3 separate regions of the Mus musculus genome follow, and regions 1 and 2 are each linked to region 3. A link is a contact called in public HiChIP or PLAC-seq data. All regions are on one chromosome and are shown on one strand. The core of a region is the stretch at or near the end of the contact, and the rest is flanking DNA. Distances in the headings are between cores, read along the strand shown.

The links. HiChIP or PLAC-seq counts read pairs in DNA pulled down with a chosen protein or histone mark.
Region 1: an H3K27ac HiChIP or PLAC-seq map of embryonic stem cells shows a contact between it and region 3, with 12 times the contacts expected there. The contact joins the promoter of Gas8 here to the promoter of Cdt1 in region 3. A contact is called at or near these places in 1 of 39 promoter capture datasets (liver) and 4 of 115 datasets of contacts at active chromatin or transcription factors (embryonic stem cells, extraembryonic endoderm stem cells and large pre-B cells).
Region 2: an H3K27ac HiChIP or PLAC-seq map of acute myeloid leukemia shows a contact between it and region 3, with 3 times the contacts expected there. The contact joins the enhancer-like site here to the promoter of Cdt1 in region 3. A contact is called at or near these places in 3 of 39 promoter capture datasets (the HPC-7 cell line, cranial neural crest and liver), 4 of 115 datasets of contacts at active chromatin or transcription factors (acute myeloid leukemia, astrocytes, bone marrow-derived dendritic cells and 1 more) and 1 of 9 other capture datasets (adipose tissue).

The regions. Positions count from the first base shown.
Region 1 is chr8:123,517,189-123,521,531 of GRCm38.p6, forward strand. It overlaps Gas8 (growth arrest specific 8), which reads left to right and starts at 1,647. Exons shown (of 11, transcript NM_018855.2): 1 at 1,647-1,764; 2 at 3,416-3,502. The coding sequence starts at 1,762. It also overlaps a transcript of Dbndd1 not described here.
Region 2 is chr8:123,279,205-123,284,075 of GRCm38.p6, forward strand. Fanca (Fanconi anemia, complementation group A) reads right to left here. Exons shown (of 43, transcript NM_016925.3): 28 at 4,805-4,871; 29 at 3,414-3,487; 30 at 1,988-2,116. Among named protein-coding and RNA genes, the nearest start is that of Vps9d1, 27 kb to the left of the region's middle. Within about 2 kb of position 1,692, at least 34 of the 459 cell types and tissues checked have an H3K27ac peak or open chromatin away from gene starts, as enhancers often do. A contact at or near this core is called in acute myeloid leukemia and bone marrow-derived dendritic cells, where this site is marked.
Region 3 is chr8:122,565,479-122,570,434 of GRCm38.p6, forward strand. It overlaps Cdt1 (chromatin licensing and DNA replication factor 1), which reads left to right and starts at 2,537. Exons shown (of 10, transcript NM_026014.3): 1 at 2,537-2,793; 2 at 3,609-3,767; 3 at 3,846-3,997; 4 at 4,426-4,623; 5 at 4,716-4,861. The coding sequence starts at 2,578.

The DNA.
Region 1 (4,343 bases), core at 397-2,896, 950 kb after region 3:
GTACCTGGGACATTAGCAGGCTGTGCTTTCCAAAATAGTAAAGCAGTTAAAATGTCAGGGAGCCAATCATGGTGCTACACACCTGTCCCAAATGCTTCACAGGTGGAGGCAGGAGGAGCAGTTCATGTTCATCTCTGATCTTGCTGATGGTCTGGCTTTGAGGTCAGCCTTGGCTACATGGACTCCGCCTCAACAAACAAGCCAAAACTGCTGGAACCATTTCTTCCAGAACCGTACCATCAGGATCTTTTAGCTGCAGTGCTGTTGGAGCCTGTGACTGCACTGGCTAGTAGAGTGTGGGAGATGTGAGACAGTGCAACTCCCAAGGCTAGGTCTTTAGGAAAGAAATCCAGCTTTCTTGGAAGGCTCCCGTAAAAAACAGGCTACCCGGAGTCCACCTGTGTATGTTCCGGCTGACAATCTGAGCTCTCGGCTGACAGCATTCGACAGCTGACCTAACTGTGCTCAGGTGCTTCTAGGTGCTGCTTTTGAGTTTCCCAGGCGAGTGGGGCTCGCCTTAAAGTTCACTGACAGCAAACAGCGTGGCGGCTATGTTGGACTTTTGTTAAGATTTACTACAAATAAGCCACTGTTAGAATGCTCACAAGGATCCGGTGTTGTTCTTCCAGCGGGCCATTCTTCAAGAATCTGGGAGAGGGGACACTGGGAGGTTGGGTTAGCAAACAGGGGAGTCTCATTGCTAGGAGCCTCAGATCCCCACCACTGAGCAATCTTTCTCTCCTGCTGCATCCACTTATGGGTGTGGAATCTTCATCCTCAGAGCAGGCAGAGGAGCATAACCTGCTGTCCCTTCTGTTTCTGTTTTACCCTGTCCTGCTAAGCCACTTTGTTGTTGTTTTGCTTTTGTTTTGTTTCTCTTTCTTTTTATGTATGTGCATACACTGCAGCTGTACAGATGGTTGTGAGCCTTTATGTGGTTGTTATGCAGGGTGCAGCCCTGCTCCAAGCAACTCCAATCAACTCGCTTATTTATTATTATAAATAAATACACTGTAGCTGACTTCAGACGCATCAGAAGAGGGCGTCAGGTCTCATTATGGGTGGTTCTACCTTCAGAAGAGCAGTCAGTGCTCTTACCCGCTGAGCCATCTCTCCAGCATTTTTTTCTTTTTTTTTTTTTTTTTTTTTTTTTTTTTTTTGAGACAGGGTTTTTGGTATGTAGCCCAGGCTAGCTTCCAACGCATGCAGTCTTCCTCTCAGCTTCCCCAGTGGTCGCAGGCATAACACCCTTAGCGTTTTTCTTTCTGGAAGCCCAGCTTTACACGTTCAGTCTCATCAGAGCAGCATGTGGAAGGAATTTTCACAAGCAGGGCAAGGTGGATGGGCCGCAGGAGCGGGCTCTTAGCTCAATATTTGCATCCAATTTGGGAACTTGGCTTGGGAGGCAGATTAATCATTCAGACTTTTCTCTTTATCCGTTCCTCCTTGTGAGCGCCCGCCATGTAGACTCTGGAGAACCCGAGGAACCACAATAGGTTTCTTCTGTAGCCCAAGTTGTAGTGGGAGAGAGACCAGCAATACACCGAGGGCAACACTAGCTCTTCTGGCGCGTTGTTAGGGACGCACTCCCGGTTGCCCAGGTCCCTTAGGGCGGGGGTGGGTGGGAGGGGAGAACTGGAGGATAGTCTCGCGAGGATTTGAGAACCAGCACGGGATCTAGTCGGAGTTGCCAGGAGACCGCGCAGCCTCCTCTGACCAGCGCCCATCCCGGATTAGTGGAAGTGCTGGACTGCTGGCACCATGGTGAGTCGGCCTGTGCTCGGAGTGTCCAGTGCACAGAGAACCTGGGAGGCTTTCGTGCAGAAATGTGGAGAGGGTCGGGTCCCCGGGACTGGGAGGGCCTGCAATTTTGGATTACTAGAATGGAGAGCTGGGCGCAGTTCTTCCGTGTGGTCCCGGTTGGGGAGGCCAGGAGGCCGGGGCCTGCATTCAGGTTCTCTGGGATGATCATCACACTGGCTAGACTGAGAGTCCAGTGTGCAAGGCGTCCAGAAATCAGAAGCTGAGTCCGTCAGATCCTTGGGACCAGTACTTAAGGGCTCAGGGGTCAATTAAGTGTCCACAGGGCGCAGAATCCGGCACAGGAGAAACCCCGAGAACTCGGAGGTGGAAAACCTAGCGTGTACCATGTGGCCGGAGGCCTCCCTACCAAGGGCAGAGTGTCATGGAGTGACCAGGGATACACACCTTGGGTATCTCAGGCTCCTGAGAAGAAGAAGGCCGAAGCCCCCTGTCTCCTTTATTTTTCTCACATAATGCCCCGCCCCACCCAGGAGATAGATGCTGTCAGTAGTGCAGTGTCTTGGCAGATGTGCTAGGGCATGGGTCATTAGCTGGTGGGGTGGCATCTTCCTGCGTCTGCCTGCCTGGAACTATGGCCGATATTAACTGCTGCTTAATCTTCCCGCCAAGCATTTATGGCCTTGTCAAGGCTGCTAGAATAAAGCAGGCCCTGTGAGCAGTGTCTGCTGGGAACATCTGCAGACAGACACAGTGTGTGCGGTGTGCTCAAGACCAGAGTTCCCTGAAGTGGGTTCATAATGGCAGACACGAGTCAGGAAGCCTCAGATTCGGTCATTGCTGTGAGGTCTCTCCAAAAGGCTTATTCTCGGTCCTTGCTGATGAGGGTCTTCTGTGTCTCTGTGGTGGCTATGAAGCGTGGTTGCCAGTATACTTGTGGGGTGGGGCGGGTGTGTGTGTGTGTGTATCCCTCCTTTTTAAAGCCCAGATAAGTTTTTCTTTTTATCTTTTAGGTTTCCACACTACCTCCTCAAATGCTGCCTTTCCCAAAACACCCCTTCTCCACCCCCCCATAAGTTTTTCTTTTTTTTTTTTTAATGTAAGATTTGTTTTATATATGTGAGTACACTGCTGCTGTCCTCCAACACACCAGAAGAGGGCATCAGACCCCATTACAGATGGTTGTGAGCCACCATGTGGTTGCTGGGAATTGAACTCAGGACCTCTGGAAGAGCAGTCAGTGCTCTTAACCTCTGAGCCATCTCTCCAAAAGAATGTTTTTAACCGTAACAAAGAAATTCTTGTCCTACATCCAGGAGTGAATGGGTTTGAAGTGTTTTCTTTCTCCTTCCCTTCCCCCTTAGTGCTTCTCCAAATGAGATCTCTCTCCCTCCCCACCTCTGGTATATTAATGGGGGGGAGGGATCAGTATAATGATACCCCCTAGGTAAATGTTCCAGTCAGCACTGTGTGAACAGTCAAGGTCAAGATTCTAAACAGGCATTCCTTCCCCTTATGCCTGTGTGAACCGAGTCAGTCAAAGAGGGACACCCTGAGGTAGAGCTGACCATGTGAGCAGTCAGTCCATCAAGGAGGGACACCCTGAGATAGAGTTGTCCTGTACTTAACTCAGTCCTCTCTTCTTCACACAAAGGCACCCAAAAAGAAAGGGAAGAAGGGGAAAGCCAAAGGGACCGCGATTGTTGATGGCGTCGCACCAGAGGACATGACCAAGGAGCAGGTGAGCACAGCCCTTGGAGCCTGGCTCAAGGGTGGGGTAGGCACCGCTGCAGATGTGCTGGCGAAACTCTTATCTGTGTGTCTGTCTACTCTCAGTCTGTCCAAACGTAACGTGTCTATCCCGTGCCCGTAGTTTCCTCACTTCACCTGGCATGACATACTTTTAAATGCAGTGTATCCATGTGAGGACACTTTGTAATAGGAACCTGGAAGGCGTCCCCCCACCCCTCGAATATGATAGGTATTTTTAAACTTTGTGCATTTTATTTCATCCTTATCTTTTCATATACCCAGTGGTCACAGAGCTGATTTGTAAGTGTTAAGACAGATATGTCATTCTTTGTTTGCCAGTAAACATTATATCAAAGGGGAAGATTTTAGCCAAGTGTGGTGGCGCCTGCCTTGGGAGGCAGAGGCAGGTAGATTAATCTCAGTAATTTCAAGGCCAGTCTAATCTACATAGTGAGTTCTGAGTCAGCCAAAGCTATATAGAAAGGCACCGTTTCAAAAAACCAAAAAAAGAAGGAGAAAAAAGGAAAGTTTTAAAAGGAACACAATTTACTTAAAACTACATTGTCTTCGTCTGATTAATTACTCACGTTTTTTTTGTTTTTTGTTTTTTTGTTTTTGTTTTTTGGTTTTTCCGAGCAGGGTTTTTCTGTGTAGCCCTGGCTGTCCTGGAACTCACTCTGTAGACCAGGCTGGCCTCAAACTCAGAAATCTGCCTGCCTCTGCCTCCCAGTGCTGGGATTAAAGGCGTGCGTCACCACCGCCCGGCACACCCCCAGTTTTTAAAATTAGTGTTCTGTCTTTCATTTATACATCTGGACAACATGTGTGGG
Region 2 (4,871 bases), core at 442-2,941, 710 kb after region 3:
AAATGCCTACTGATGGACATGGGATGATAAAGATGATTATAAAGATGATGTATACTGTTTAGTGTCGGGAGCCATCTCGGAAAGGCTATGGCTAGCAGGCGGTCTTCCTGAGACGGATTCATCATGGATTGTGAACTATGGCCCTGTATGCAAGACCTGAGGGACAAATCTCAGGGTTTGATTCCTGCAGCTGATATGCCTTTCCTGTCCTTATTAATATAATAATCCTTCTGCATTAGCCCACCCTGCTGGGCAGATTTTATGCAGACCAGCGAAGATGGACTGTTTTATAGTGATGCTATACAAACAAATAGGTGATTTATTAATTCCTAGTGATGATTCTATAAGAATTCCTAAAATTAAACTAGTAATTATTAAGCCTTTTATAGTTAGGGCTACAACTAGAACTCTCTGATATAAAACCTCACCGTTAACTTACACTAATTTTCAATGAACCTGTGGAGCTAGTGAGAGAAAATGAATGTCCAGTTAGATAACTGGCTTCAATGGAAACACATACAAACATCTCTGTTGTAAACATCTTATGCAATTTATGATTTGAATTTGTTTAAACTTGTGGTAAATTACCATGTGATCTATTCTCCTAAAAAGGTACAAAAAAACCCTAGAAATGTCATTAGGTGGCAAAAGGAGAGGACAGAATTGGAAGGAAGAGGAAGAGAACAGTATGCAGAATGCAGAGAGAAAGACAAAGAAGAAGCTACAGAGAGAGCAGCAGGCTTCTCCTCACCATGAGATGGAGGAGCAGGGCTTTGCGTAACAAGGCAGGCTGTCTTACTAAAGAGGACAGCGCTTTCTTCTTACAGACTCGGGTTTAATTCATTTCGCAATAAAAAGGTAGAAGCTTCTCCTTTCTCTGTGCAGTAAAGGTTGGAGCTCATTTTTCACCCAGAATGACTGAGTTCTTTCTGTGCTGGCAGCTGGGCTTTTGCTCCATCTGCATATGTAAGTATGGATGTGTGTATCTAAGTATGTAGATATGAGATAAGTAGTTGGTTGGACCCAACAGGAGTGTATGTAGGTATATGAACGTGTGTGCATGAATGTGTATATGAATGTGTGTATGTGTTTATGTACATTTGCTTGTGTAAAACTGTTTCCTTCTGTGATCTTGACTCGTCTCTTGCTTGGTTCAATACAAGTTTATTGCTCCAAACCTCCCTCCAGCCTGGCAAGCAAGAGGCAGAGGCACAAGGCTATTGGGCAAGAGAGAGAGAAGCCATACCAGTTATGTAGTCCCCTGCTGTAGCCGCCCTACCAGTTACTTAGTCTCCTGCTGTTAAGCAACAGGTGTTGATTCGCCCAGAGGCCTGCAGCTTCTGCTTCAGTGTGACGGAAATGTCATCATAGAAGGCAACCCTAATCTCTTGCAAGGCCAAGTCTTGCTCCCACCACTGCTCTTCCCCTTCAGCTTCCTTCAAGAGAGGACCCGGGTGGCCTAAGCTCCCAGCAGCTCGGTAGCATCACATATCCATAAAGGGATGAAATACTACTGCATGGATGGACCCTGAAAATATCTGCCCAGTGCTTAAGCCAGGAACACATCCCACATGCGATTCTGTTTCTATGAAATGCCCAGAGCAGGCAGCTCTGCCGGCAAGAGGTAGACTGCTAAGGGCTGGGGGTCTGCGCAGCAGTCACAGGCACATGCAATATACGCCTCCTCCAGAGTTGCTCAAGAGACGAAGGGGAAGAGGGGACTGACCAGTTTCACTTTGCTGTAACCCTCAGGAGGCTGAGACTGAAAGATTGAATTCTAGATGAGTCGGCTACAGAGTGAGACCCTGGACAAGTAACTTCCTACAGTGCTATTGCACGGACATGAATGATCACCATGAAGAAGCCATGGTGTGAGTTTCAATGACTGAGGAATTCCACACAGAAGACGACACTGAGTTTCTTTGAGTTGTGCTGACCCGTGCTGTCACTAGCAGAGAGCAGGAGGTTTGAGGACTGTGTGGCTGACCTTTGGTGGAAGTCCATGATCTCGCTGACAAGGACTGTGCACGCCTCTTCCAGGTCTCCACCACAGCCGCCCAAAGCCGTCGGAGCTGGCAAGTAGCGCTCATAGATTGCCCATTGATGGAAGTCATGTCTGCAATGGTGGAAGGCCGAGGTCAACACTGAGCAACACTTTGTAACCATCCTGAAGTGGTCTCTCTCAGAAGAACACAGTGCCAGTGACTGGGCAGTGGGAGCTAGCCCCAGCAGCCTGAGAGCTCACAGGTGAGTGAGGATCCATTGTCTGCAAGACAGGGGACAGAGCTGTGGCCAAGCCGTCTTTCCTATGCACCAGGGAAGGGCCTCAAGGACATGGTGACTGTTTTAAGTGGAAACAGCCAAACACAAGTGAGGTAGCTCACACCACAAAGACCAGGCGAGGTTCACGGAGAGGCACTTTGTCCATGTGGGCTGATATCTCAAGCATTAGGAGTGTGACTAAAGCAGGGAGGATGGCTGGGAATGGAGCCATCTGTGGGGAGCTTCCCTAGCATGGAAAAAGCCTTCGCTTCCAGCAAAAAGAGGGGTGGGCGGGGAACCCCTAAAACACTTCTTAAAAAAAAAGTCTAAATACGATCTCAAGATAACAGTGACCCAAGGGGTTAAAACTTGAGCCTGAGCCTGGTGAGGCGGCTCAGCTTTTAAGAGCTCTGGCTGCTTTGGCAAAGGACCTAGGTTCACATCCCAGCACTGATGTGGCAGCTGCATCTGTCTGCAACTTTAGTTCCAAAATATCTACCACCTTCTTCTGACCCCTGCAGGTCACTCACGCGTGCGCACACACACACACACACCCATACATATCAAATAAAAGTAAATAATTTTTTAAAGCGAAGTTATGAGGCCTTTAACAACAGCATCCTGTCACGATGCACTCAGTTTCTAGTGCCTACCTCAAGTAACTCCTAGGAGCCTGCCCACCCATATACCCCCATTACCTCAATCAGACAGCCCAAGTGGTCACTTGTTCTTACAGGGCCTATTTTATAGCCTCAGACCACTCATTGTGTCTACTGTGGTTTTACCAAAGTGCACAGAAAAAAAAAAGTATGTGTGTGTGCATACACATACATATATACATTCTCTCAATATAGGCTCTGGTGGGTTTAGGTTCCCTGCATAGACCTCATTTGTCTTTATCTGTACAAGGGTACTATATATATATATATATATATATATATATATATATATATATATATGTATATATGTAGCATGTCTTTGTTACGCTGTAACCCCAGCGTCTGGGGCATGTTGGCACATGGGTCTGTGGTTTCTCAATAAAGAAGTGAATGGCTGAGGGTGTGCTCACGCGCTCCTCAGTTAACCGGAACGTCCGTCACTCAGGACGGCTGTATGGACAGGCTGTGGTGATGCTTCAGTGGCCGGCTTACCTTTCCATGTCTGAGAGAACATCCGCTTCAGGTTGAATTTCCAGTTCCAGCTGTACCCAATCTCTGTAAGTTAACTGAGCCACAGGAACGTTCAGGGCAGGGATGAAACAAACCACACTGTTCATAAGCATTTGTCAGTTAACCTTAAAAACAAAGGTCTGAGCTGGGCGTGGTGGCACACACCATTAACCCCAGCACTGGGGAGCAGAGGCAGGCGGATCTCTGTGAGTTCGAGGCCAGCCTGGTCTATAGAGCAGGTTCCAGGACAGCCAGAGACACAGAGAAACCCTGTCTTGAAAAGCCAAAAAACCAAAACGAAAACCCAAAAACCACTCCCAGCACCACCACACCACTAACAGAAAACCCAACCCAACCCAACCCAACCAAACCAACAAAAACCTCTGCAAACCTCTGTGCTCCATGTTGTAATGAATTGGAAAACTGGTGCATTGTTGCATTATGGAAAGCTCTGAGTATGACATTAAAACTGTTGAAACCAGCACATTTTGTTTGCGACAGTCCTCACTCTGAACCTAAGGCTGGCCTCAAACTCGTGGCAATCCTGTTTCAGTTCCCCACGTGCTGGGCTCACAGGCATGTGCTGCCACACTTGGCCGCACTAGTCTCTTACCCAGCATGCTCTTCACTTTTTTTTTTTTTTTTTTTTGGTTTTTCGAGACAGGGTTTCTCTGTGTAGCCCTGGCTGTCCTGGAATTCACTTTGTAGACCAGGCTGGCCTCGAACTCAGAAATCTGCCTGCCTCTGCCTCCCAAGTGCTGGGATTAAAGGTGTGCACCACCACTGCCCGGCTCTTCACTTTTAATCAATTAGCTTGTGCCTAGCTAAATTGTTATCTGATAAGAAAAGAAATTATTTTATAGGCCAGGAGTTGGGGGAACAAATCTTGGTATAAACTGGGCAGTGTTTAATCCCAGCACTCGAGGAAGAGGCAGGGGATCTGTGTGAGTTTGAGGCCTGTGTGAGTTTGAGGCCAACGTGGTCTACATAGGGAGTTCCAGGCCAGCCAGGGCTAGTGAGATCCTGTCCGAAACGACCAACCAACCAAGCAACCAAACAAAAACCCATAACCTTGATGTAATACTCTGCTTCAAATATTCATGGCATCTTATATTTTGTTTCTTCTTATGAAAATTCTTAAAGCAATCTCACACACCAGATCTCAAAATCTTATTTTCTATAACAACAACAACAACAACACATTATAGACCAACCCTCCATGCATTTCCACTTGGACAAAGGCCAAGGTAAACAGGAACACAAACATAGAAACAGACAGACAGACAGGCAGACACGCACACACACACACACACACACACACACACACAGAGGCAGTCAGGCCATGTGAAACAGTGGAAGACAGGGAAACCTACATAAAATTCCTTGTCCTTCAGGAGCTCTTGGAAGCTGTCCCGTCTCCACAGAGAGAGCGCAGCACGC
Region 3 (4,956 bases), core at 1,287-3,786:
CCAGGATGCACCAGATGAGCAGAGCCTGCAAGCTAATTATTCTGTAACTGTATCGAGGTTGTAGCTTGGCAGAGAGGTCTCAGGGAACCAGGGTGGGTTCTAGGGAAGTCAGGCAAGGCCGGAACTTGGCTATCATCAACACTGAGGATCTATGGCGACCTTACCCATCCTCAGGTGATTAGAAAAATGGTGAAGGTGGGGGGTGAGGTGATGGTGAGGATGGAGATGAGGGTGAAGATGAGGATGCAGATGATGGTTACCTTTTTCACTGTTGTGGCAACAATGAAAACCCAACCCAACAAAAGCAATGTAACTGGTTTTAGAGTCACCATGGACAAGTACCTTTGGGTGTGTCTCTGAGGATGCTTCCAAAAAGCTTTAACTGAGGAGGGAAGACCCACTGTGTGTGTGTGTGTGTGTGTGTCACCTGTTGAATGAACTAAATTAAAAAAGCAAGCTGGGCACTAGCCCTCATCTCTCCTGACTGTGGTTCAGTGTGCCCTGCTGTTCCTGCCACCATGCTTAGGCTGCCATGATGAACCACACTATCAAACCATGTGCTAAAAGCTAAAAACCCCTTCCTTCCTCAAGTTGCTTTTATCACTCCTCATGTGGATTTTCTTTTCTTTTTCTTCCTTTCTTTCTTTCTTTCTTTCTTTCTTTAAACAAAACAGGTTCCTTGGACAGCCCCAATTACATAGTCTCAAAAACAACAACAACAACAAAAACCAAGACAGGGTCTCTCACTGTAGTCCTGGCTGACATGGAACTTTGTATTTACACCTGCTGGGATTAAAATCAAGAAGCAGAAAGATTTTTTTAAATTTTATTTATTTTCTGAGATACAGTTTTTCTGTGTAGCCCCTGGCTGTCCTGTAACTTAAACTCTGTAGACCAGGCTGGCTTCGAACTCAGAGAGCCACCTGCCTCTGCCTCTCAAGAGCTGAGATTAAAGGTTTGCCCAGGCCACTGCCTGGACTAGTTCAAAGTCATTTGACAGGGTTTCATGTATTCCCAGACCAGAGTAGAACTTGAGTCTCCTCCCTAAGCCTCTGAAGTGCTACAGTCACACGTGTGAGCTACCAGGTTTCCACACCTATGCCTTTTCTCCTTTTTTATTAATTTCAGTCAGGGAAATTAATTCCCAGCCCATGGAATAGTGGCATCCAAATTAGGGTGTGTCTTCCCACTTTAATTAGCCTCAACTAGAAAATCCCTCATGGGCATGCCCAGAGGCATGGGCCGCATTCCTCATGGCTGCAAATATCAAAGAAAGGGACTCTATTCCCAAACGCTCAAGCGGCTGTGTTAGGCTTGATGCCTCTGGAACTTCCTGTTTGCTTGCTGTCTTACATTATGGGGGATCACTAGTATACCAGAGCACTCTCTGATCCTAGAACATCGGATTAGCTCAGCCATGTGTCACTTATCTAATCAGCTTCGATCAGGAGGCAGCTGGCTTTGTCTTGTCACTGGGCCAAACCAAGAATTCCCGCAGGGTTCCAAGGCTGTGCCCTCCCAAAGGCCAACTTGGCAGGGATGTAGAATGGTTACTATGGCTGGCCATGAGGCTCCAGGGTGTAGTACACTCAGGAGGTAGGAGCAACCAAGTCTCCAAACTTCTAAATCTTGGTCCTTTACTTCACAGCTGCAGATGCAGTTTAGCCTGATGCGCTGGACTGTGCATGATCCCACTTCCTGAGAAATCTCCTTCGGTGCAGCGTGTGCTTACAGCTGCTATCCAGGTTTCCCAGTTCCTGCTTCTCCACTGTCCCCTCACCCTCATGAGAGCCACCTTTGCCCAAAATGATCATACTGTCTGCATGGCCACTTCCTCCAGGAGTTGGGAGCATTGGGTGGGTGACTGCCATCTGATGAGGAAAGCAGACCTGCGTGGCCTCTCTGAATTTTCCCATGCTTCTAGGCCGCTTCCTGCCAAGGCGTAACTCCAACCTCTGCAGTCCTTAGCCCGGATGTGGCTAGGAAAATGAGATGCTTTTGGAGCCGGTTCGGCGGCATGAGTCGTCCTGGGTACTCATCTCGCTCATGGGACCGGACACTCAGCAGTTGCGTGTGACTCAGACCCAGCTACTTGGCTAGCCTTGGAGACCGGGCTAGTATTTTGTAAATGGGAACAACAGGAGCAGAAGTGTCTCCTTTCACGTGATTGCCTCTTTGCTGGGCCAAGAGCTGTCAGGGCCGCAGCCGCCGCTGTCCACACCGCGCGCCAAGTGGCTTTGAGAACCTTACGCACCACAGCCCCGCAGCCCGCGGAAACCACGCGGATCGCGGATGTACTACGCTGCACGCCAGCGCGCCAGCGCACAGGAGTCAAATAGTCTCCTGCCCCCAACCCTCCAGCCCCGGCCGCTCCCATTCTCGGTCCTCAATCCAAAGCTGCCGCGGGGGTGGTGGCCCGGCATGGCGCATGCGTCTCTTGGTGCCTACTAGCGCGCATGCCCCGGAGCGCGCACATTTCCCCCCTCCCAGAACTGTGCGTGGTGGTACGGCCTGGGCGGGGCGAGGCTGAAGCCGCGAAAGTTGCGCGGAATCCGCGGGAACTACCTTTTTGGCGCCATGGCGCAAAGTCGTGTTACCGATTTCTATGCGTGCCGTCGCCCTGGCCTTACGACTCCGCGGGCCAAGTCGATCTGTCTCACCCCGAGCCCTGGTGGCCTCGTGGCTCCTGCGTTCACCCGGAGCAGCAGCCGCAAGCGCGCCCGGCCCCCAGCCGAACCCGGGAGTGACCAGCCCGCGCCGCTCGCGCGCCGGAGGTTACGGCTGCCTGGATTGGTAAGGAGCGCGCGGGAGTCCCCCCAGAGGACCCTTGGTTAGGACAAGAGAACCAGGTTCTCGGGCGCCGAGGCAGAGGACTGGAGGAATAGAGTCGCGAGCAGGCTGGGCGCTTTTTCCTCTCCCCAGGGCATTGCTGACGTAGGCAGAGGGTACCTGGGCTTCCGGGGAGGCCGCAGCTGGCGGGGGTGAATTGTGGTGGTGTGGGGGTTATGCAAAGAATTGAGGGCTGGAGAGATGGCTCAGCGGTTAAGAGCACTGACTGCTCTTCCGAAGGTCCTGAGTTCAAATCCCAGCAACCACATGGTGGCTCACAGCCATCTGTAGTGAGATCTGATGCCCTCTTCTAGGGTGTCTGAAGACAGCTACCGTGTACTTACATATAATAATAAATAAATCTTTAAGTAGGAGTGAGCAGGGCCAAGCTGAAGTGAGAGAGGTCAACCAGAGCAAACAGAGATCCTAAATTCAAATTCCCAGCAACCACATGACAGCTCACAACCATCAATACAGCTACAGTGTATTCATATACATATAAATAAACAAATAAACCTTTAAAAAAAAAAGAATTGAGCTGGAGTTCCTGAAATGGAGAGAGGGCCCTGGAGGGCCAGGCCTGCGAGCTGCTTCAAGACTGGACAGACCAGGTGGATCTTTCCTAACTGCTTCATCAAGCATCTCCATAGACAGGCACCCCCTAGCGCCTGACTCCTGCCCTCCGAGTCGAGTGAACTGATACCCTAGTTCTGGCTCAGCAGGGAGCAGGTACCCCTTCCCACCCCCAGTTTATTGTTCTGTGCCTTCTTAATCGCCAGGACTCCTGCCCCAGTTCTCTGCCTGAGCCCAGTTCCCCAGCTGAGCCCAGCCCTCCAGCTGACCCTAGCCCTCCAGCTGACCCTGGCTCCCCCGTTTGCCCATCCCCCGTCAAGCGAACAAAGAGTACAACTGTTTATGTTGGTCAACAGCCGGGCAAGGTAAGAAGGCTGGACTGAGGGTGGGCTGTGGGCAGGGGCATGCGGAATTTGCAGAACTGACAGTGCCTATGTCCCCAGATCCCCTCAGAGGACTCCGTCTCTGAGCTCCAGTCCTGCCTGAGGCGGGCACGGAAGTTGGGAGCCCAGGCACGGGCCCTGAGAGCCCGAGTCCAAGAGAATGCTGTGGAGCCTAGTACCCCAGATGCCAAGGTGCCCACAGAGCAACCATGGTGAGTCCTAGTGGGGCCACAAGGTTAAGGCGAGGACAGACCTTTGGGAGGCGCTGTGGGGTCTGAGTGGGTGGATGGCCTAAACCGTACCTCAGTCTCCTCCCTACCACTATGCCCTTGTCCCTCACTTGAAAAGGACATTGTCAACTCCTCCTGCACGTGGCTTGTTCTAAGTACTGTGAACCCCTGTGCCTGTCTGTGACTGTCTGCCTCTCCAAGCTGAGGGTGCAGAGCTAGTGTGTGGAGCAGGTTTCTCATCTCTTTCTGATGCTGCCCTCAGGTAGCATTAGATCTGTGGGGACTTTGCAAATGGGTAGTTTTGGGGTTCTGGGTCACAGTGTCCTCTCCTACCCTGTGGTCTGGTGGTGGTGGTGGTGGGGTCAAACCGTGTGGTTTGATAGTCTAATGGGAATGCCTCTCTTTGACAGTGTCGAGAAAGCTCCTGCCTACCAGCGCTTCCATGCTCTGGCTCAGCCTGGTCTCCCAGGCCTTGTCCTACCCTACAAGTATCAGGTGCTAGTTGAGATGTTCCGCAGCATGGACACCATTGTGAGCATGCTCCACAATCGCTCTGAGACTGTGACCTTTGCCAAAGTCAAGCAAGGTGTTCAGGAGATGATGCGCAAGTGAGTGGTGTGGGGGAGGGGACCTAGCTGCCCCCAGTGTCTGTCCGGTGCCCGCCTGCCTGGTCCCTCTCATTCTGCCCTCTCTCCCATAGGCGCTTTGAAGAGCGCAATGTGGGCCAGATCAAAACCGTGTATCCCACGTCGTATCGCTTCCGCCAGGAGTGCAATGTCCCCACCTTCAAGGACAGCATCAAGAGATCTGATTACCAGCTCACCATCGAGCCCTTGCTGGGCCAGGGTGAGTCTTTGGCGAGGCCCTGGGCCTTCTCGATCCTCTTGGACTTGCGGCTGGGCAGTTGGACGGGTTGGGGCTCACCACAGGTGGTCTTTGGC